2 separate regions of the Salmo salar genome follow, and region 2 is linked to region 1. A link is a contact called in public Hi-C data. All regions are on one chromosome and are shown on one strand. The core of a region is the stretch at or near the end of the contact, and the rest is flanking DNA. Distances in the headings are between cores, read along the strand shown. Region 1 holds the start of LOC106561924 (tetraspanin-4). Region 2 holds the start of LOC106561933 (MAP kinase-activating death domain protein).

Evidence for each region. Hi-C and Micro-C count contacts between places; a contact is called where the count stands out from the background.
Region 2: a contact with region 1 is called in a Hi-C map of muscle, with 20 times the contacts expected there. The contact joins the promoter of LOC106561933 here to the promoter of LOC106561924 in region 1. A contact is called at or near these places in 2 of 3 Hi-C or Micro-C datasets (gill and muscle).

Annotation. Positions count from the first base shown.
Region 1 is chrssa11:8,238,999-8,242,363 of Ssal_v3.1, forward strand. It overlaps LOC106561924 (tetraspanin-4), which reads left to right and starts at 1,891. Exons shown (of 7, transcript XM_045688973.1): 1 at 1,891-2,227.
Region 2 is chrssa11:8,640,356-8,643,747 of Ssal_v3.1, forward strand. LOC106561933 (MAP kinase-activating death domain protein) reads left to right here and starts at 1,890. Exons shown (of 36, transcript XM_045688991.1): 1 at 1,890-2,216.

The DNA of each region.
Region 1 (3,365 bases), core at 641-3,140:
TCTTGTCACTGTAGCATTCAACCGTGCACATTACTGTAGACTTCTTGTCACTGTAGCATTCAACCGTGCACATTACTGTAGACTTCTTGTCACTGTATCATTCAACCGTGCACATTACTGTAGACTTCTTGTCACTGTATCATTCAACCGTGCACATTACTGTAGACTTCTTGTCACTGTATCATTCAACCGTGCACATTACTGTAGACTTCTTGTCACTGTATCAGACTAAGCAGAGGTGATCTGATGATGTTGAAATGTTGAAGGTGAAATGGTGCTGGAATAGAGGGGGCAGCTCCTGTTTTCTTTGCGACCTGCGGTAACTCTCTGTGGTTCAAAATCAATAGTTGTTTAGTGGTCCGAAAATGTCAAAAACTTAAACTTGCTTGACCATTCTGTAGGTCATGTACCTGTTCGTTATTGTACGTGCAATATGCTTTGTGGACTTCACTGGAAAGAGGTTGCTATCTGGTTTTGTGCTAAAACAAAGGTGTGGTATAAGAATTGATTCTGCCACAGTGTCTTCTTATTGTCTCTGCTGTAGGCCTATATATCACAGTCGCAAGGCATATGAATTAACAGGTTATAGAGCAAACAACACTTCCCCAGTGATTTTACCCACGCACCTCTACTGCCCAATAGAAACTCTCATTTGTGACGGTTGGACTAATGATTGCACCCTGGTAATGGTGGTATTGAATGTGTCACTGTCTGCCACCTTGATTACTCAAAATTCTTTCGACCTGTCTACCTACGTTGTAAACTTTCATTCATGGGCTAGGTTGTAGCAACCTCATGATGGGTACAGGGAAAATGTAGTAGCCTAAACCTATCAATGTTACATTGAGCTGGGCAAATGAATGACAGTCATCCAACATGCAGTAATAGAAATAAGGCCATGCTCATAAAAAATGTAAAATAAATCATCCTCCCTCATTTTAAACGGCACCGACCACCACTGAGGTGATTTGCATTGTGGCCAATGTAATGGGTGGAGTAAAAGGCCAGCAACACTCCGTATTATTATTGAAATGAAACCATATATAGAGTCTACAAACCCTACTGAGTATTCCCCACCCCACTTTTTTACATCGGCACAAAGAATAGTTTTTCATGTACAGTGCTGTATTTGTATCATATACTGTCCAGGCACCTCATTTGACCACAGTAAAAGCCCAGCAACACTTCCTATGACCTAGTTTTTTTGTTCAAACTCATCTGATTTGTATTCTAGGGACTCTAGTGAGTAGACTGGACCCGAGTTTTATAGACACACAATCTATTGTTTTTCCTGTACAGTGCAATTTGTTTGTGCAATACAACAAATATACAGACTTTTCATAAACATTACATTTCAAAATCGCATCCTTTAACAACAGCACCAGTAAATAAACACGAATCATACAATGCAAATAATGATTTATTTAAAAAATAATTAATTGCATATTTTTTTTACCAGTAGGCTTTTATTATGCCATGATCACACCTACAGTTTTATTGCACAAAATGCTACACAGCATCATCTGGATATGTGTGCAACAAAAGTTGAACATTCAACTTCTGCTACCATTTCTGTCTTCACATACAGTTTGACACATATGTTCGATAAATCCAACGTACGCACCACAGAGAACGCAATGTAACTGCCTCTGCAAAGCAATGATGCAAGACAAACGCAGAGTTCCATCAGAAATGAATGTATTTCTGGTCGAACCAAAATGCAAAACCCTGTCGGTGTGATACGAGGCGTAAGGGGGATACGGGTGTGTTCATACAGGAACCAATGGGATGCAATAGCATACACATGGCGTTTACAGCGTACTTTTATTTTGGAGGCTAAATCCGAAAACCGGAAGTATTAATGGTGATCCAGCTAGTGCTGCTAGCACGACGGTAATCAACACTTCCTGGAACTGCGTCGAGAACCACAGAGTGAAACAGGGGAACAGAAATGGTGTTACCGACACCTTCTGTACTGGAGAAGGAGCGCATGTGAACTGATTGAAATGTACCATTGCGGAGCTCCATAAACGTGTTCGCCCAAAGGGAATTCAAATGTGCAGGCTACTATTTCTACAGTACTGATATATTTTAAAGCGGCTCTAGTTTTACAACGGGAACCTCACGCACGAGAGAGACAACTAGAGAGAGAGAGAGAGAGACTGAAAGTTAGCCTACTCACCGAGTATCCTACAGTGAGGACCATTATTGACGTGAAATGATAGACGTAAGTCTACATTTCCCTGGAAATATAGCTATTTTCAGCCAATTTACAGATTACAGACCTAGCTAACATACCAATTGATGCTAATGTCCTGGGCAAACTATGTTAATTTTATATATTCTGACACACACACACAAATACAATAACTATTTATTATTATGACTGCAGCTTTAATACTTTTTGGGAAGAGTTTTGGATACATGGTCATGGCAACAAGCAATTTCTTATCCTCATGGCAACATCTTCAAAATCACACCAATATCCCGTAGGAGAGTTAGCATTATAGTGGCATCTTTCCTTCACATAGTCTACTTAGGGCTACTAATTTACTAAGTCAATATTTATCCAATTCCATAGCAACCACGTGATGATTCAAATTTATTTCATGTATTTTTTTATTTTTCAAATCAAAATCAAATCACATGTTATTTGTCACATGTGCTGAATACAACAAGTGTAGACCTTACAGTAAAATGCTTACTTACAAGCCCTTAACCAACAATGCAGTTTTAAGAAAATATTTAGCAAAAAAAACACAATAAAATAACAATAAAGAGGATATAATATACAGTGGGTACCTGTGGAGTGAGGAACAAGAATGGTGTCAGAGAGAAACGTTCCCCTGGTTCCAGATAAAAGACAGAAATAAACTTTCCCTAGAGAATAACATTTCAGAATCCCAAGCATTCCTGGAGCTGTTCCCTCCCTTGTATTGGCTTTCCTTCTTTTGGAAGAGGAACAATGAGCCTCACTGACTGCCCAACTCATACCCACAGATAAAGGCAGGCTGATCAGCCCTACAGTATAATTTCATCATAGGACAAGAATACTTTATGTGGTCTTACAGGCTGGTATAGGAACGTAGGATTTTTTTCTATTACAAAAGTGTTAACTTCAATCTCTACAGTGCATTCAGAAAGTATTCAGACCCCTTGACTTTTTCCACATCTTGTTACGTTACAGCCTTATTCTAAAATTGATTAAAAAAAAAAAAACTATCCTCATCAATCTACACACAATACCCCATAATGACAAAGTGAAAACAGATTTTTAGATTTGTTTTCAAACGTATTAAAAAAACAGAAATACCTTATTTATATAAGTATTCAGACCATTTGCTATGAGACTCTAAATTAAGGTC
Region 2 (3,392 bases), core at 640-3,139, 400 kb after region 1:
TTACACTGGTGCACCATGTGCTGGGGACAAAAGGCCACTCTAAAATGTGCAGTTTTGTCAACACAATGCCACAGATGTCTCAAGGTTTGAGGGAGTGTGCAATTGGCATGCTGACTGCAAGAATGTCCACCAGAACTGAATGTTCATTTCTCTAGCATAAGCCGCCTCCAATGTTGTTTTAGAGAATTTGTCAGTATGTCCAATTGACCTCACAACTGCAGACCATGTGTAACAAAGCCATCCCAGGACATCCAGCTTCTTCACCTGTGGGATCGTCTGAGACTAGCCACCCGGACAGCTGATTAAACTGGAGTATCTCTCTCTGTACTAAAGCCCTTTTGTGAGGAAAAACTAATTCTGATTGGCTAGGCCTGGCTCCCCAGTGGTTGGGCCTATGCCCTCTGACTCACCCATGGCTGCGCCCCTGCCCAGTCATGTGAAATGAATATATTTAGTTAATTGATTTCCTTATGGACTGTAACGCAAAATCTTTTAAATTGTTGCATTTATATTTTTGTTCAGTATACATTGTAACTATGACTGAAGGTACACTAAGCAAGTTTTAGTTGCTAATAAATTCAGTGTTGGTGACGTTTTCTTAAACTGTACAATCCTTGAATTTCTGGACAATATTTCTGGCCATTTAGGGGACCTTTTCTGTCCATTAACTCATTTAATTGGATGTCAAGGCCCTGTATTTAAGACAACAAATCCACCCAATGTGGCACAATGCAGTCCCTCATTGAAATTGATGCAAATGGATACAAATAAACTTCAGAATTGCATTGGGGGCATACTGGTATTTCACTGTACAGCCTTACCTATGGATTGGGGATCAATGAAATGGGGTGTCAGTTTACTCTGTGACACCTACAGAACACAACTGTGAAGGTTTACACAAATATTAGTGTCGTAGCTCTTATTGTGGGACTTTGACTGTGGGAAATCACCTCCCCAGTCAGCCTATTGTGCGTATTGACATTCATATTGCACTGTACAGCCTTATGGATCAATAAAATTGGGTATCAGTCTACTCAGTGACACCTAAAGAACAACTGCAGAGTTTACCCACATATTAGCATCGTAGCTCATATTGTGGGACTGAAACCACTGTGAAATGAGCCACATTAAGCTTACCAGTCCAGCTCAATGTGTATTGGACATTCATATTGCACTGTACAGGCTTACCTATGGATTCTGGATCAATGCAATTGAGTATCAGTCCACTCAGTGACACCCACAGAACACAACTGTGAAGGATTACACAAATATTAGTCTCGTAGCTCATATTGCTGGGCCTTTGACTGGGAAATCACCTCCCCTGTCAGCCTATTGTGCGTATTCACATTCATATTGTACTGAAGTGATTTCCCACAGTCAATGTCCTGCAATAAGAGGTACACTGCTCATATCTGTGGCCCTGGATGTCACTGAGCAGACTGATACCACATTTCATTGATCCACAATCCATAGGTAAGACTGTACAGTGCAATATCATTATGAATATAAATATCCACAGTAGGCTGACTGAGCCTACAGTCAAAGTCCTATGATACTAATATTTGTGTAAACTATTCACAGTTGTTCTGTGGGTGTCACTGAGTAGACTGATACCCCACGTCATTGATCCACAAGCCATAGATGAGGCTGTACAGATAAATAAGTATGCCCCCAATGCAATTATGAAGTCTATTACATCCAGTGTGATTTCAACTGATTGTTAAATGTATATAACATGCCCACCTTGTTTAACATATTGTCCAAATATGACATGATTCAAATATTTGTATCCGTTTGCATTACTTTCAATTAGGGACTTTTATGTTGAAGACAAACCGCAAATTCCACTATTGTGGCTAGCTTCACATAGGTCTCACAATTGTACAGTCTGCCCCCACCCGCGGAACTCCAGTCCCTGCAGATGATCTGGAGGAAATGTTATGAAGACGGGGTTTATGCTAATAATCATACGTGTGCAAGCAAACTAGCGTTTCACAGGCTAAAATTAGGTGTGGATTTAAATACACATTGAAGAGCTGTTGAATCACCATCTCTGGAAAATGGATCCAGGATACTTATTACATCTCGCTATTTGAAATACGTCTCAATTCAGCTCCTCACTGGCTTTCTTTCTACCACCAACAACATACCAGCCCGACGTCGACGACAGCTAGCGGGTATTGCTAGCCACCTAGCTAACACATTGCTAGCTACTGGTAAGATGGTCTTGCATTTTCCATTCGTATCTTGGTTGACCATTTCACAACTGTCACAAATGTGACAACGTCAATGAGTACAGATCGATCAAATATTGTTACTTGACATGGTTAAAACTTAAAGATACAGTCAGCTACTTATGGTAGCTAGCTACTTACGATAGCTGTTAGCTAATGCACTCGTGACGTACGTATAAGTGATGGTGTTGGGTTGCTCTGTACCTGTCCTGAAGGACGCTGAATATAGATAGTGCTAAACACTGGAACAACAATTACATGCGGGTCGTTGTAGATAGAATATCCCACGTCCTTATTGTAATTAAACATGGGACTTGTCAACCATTTGGAGGTAACTTTCCCGTATCACATAATTAAGTCACCTTCACCACTGTCTTCCTTATTCCGTCAAGACAGCTTCATAGCCTGGTTTGCTGGTTAGATAGAGCTAGGCGAGAAGGGTGCCATTGCGACCCGCATTTTGAGGCGTTCCTGCATCAGCAGCACCCCTCTTTATACTTCTATTGGTCCGTTTTTAAGCTAGGACTCTGGTTCACAGGAGGGAGTAGGGGGCGCTCCAGTACAGTAGGTGGCGGTAATGCACCATAACGTTGGATGCCAACCGCTGATAAACCCCACGGAAGAAGTGACGGGGCAACAATCCTTAGCTAGTGATGGGGAAACTAAGCTTCCTGAAGCATTGAGGTTTTTCACCAAATTCTGTCAAATAGGTCCATTACTCGAGTCTTTGACCAACTATGGGCACCTGCTGGTCAAAAGAATTTAGAGCAGCCAAATTATTATAGGTGATGTCCCACATCCCGTAGCCTTTTTGTCTTCTACCAAACCGATCAGGTGGTTGTTCAACGAAACGAAGCTTCGGATGTCATTGATCACATGCTTCTGATAAATTGATACAGGCATCGGCACCCTGCTTTGAAGTACACTTATCTATTTCGACGTGTGCCTCTGAGCTCCAGTATCAAACGTAGCATCACTAGGTAGACAGTGTCCTTTGCCCCCGCCTATCGGCAGGGATGCAAACTAGTCACCTTTTGGCGAAATTCGGTGTTTAGAATCCAAAATAGGTGACCTACAGTGGGGGGAAAAAGTATTTGATCCCCTGCTGATTTTGTATGTTTGCCCACTGACAAAGAAATGATCAGTCTATCATTTTAA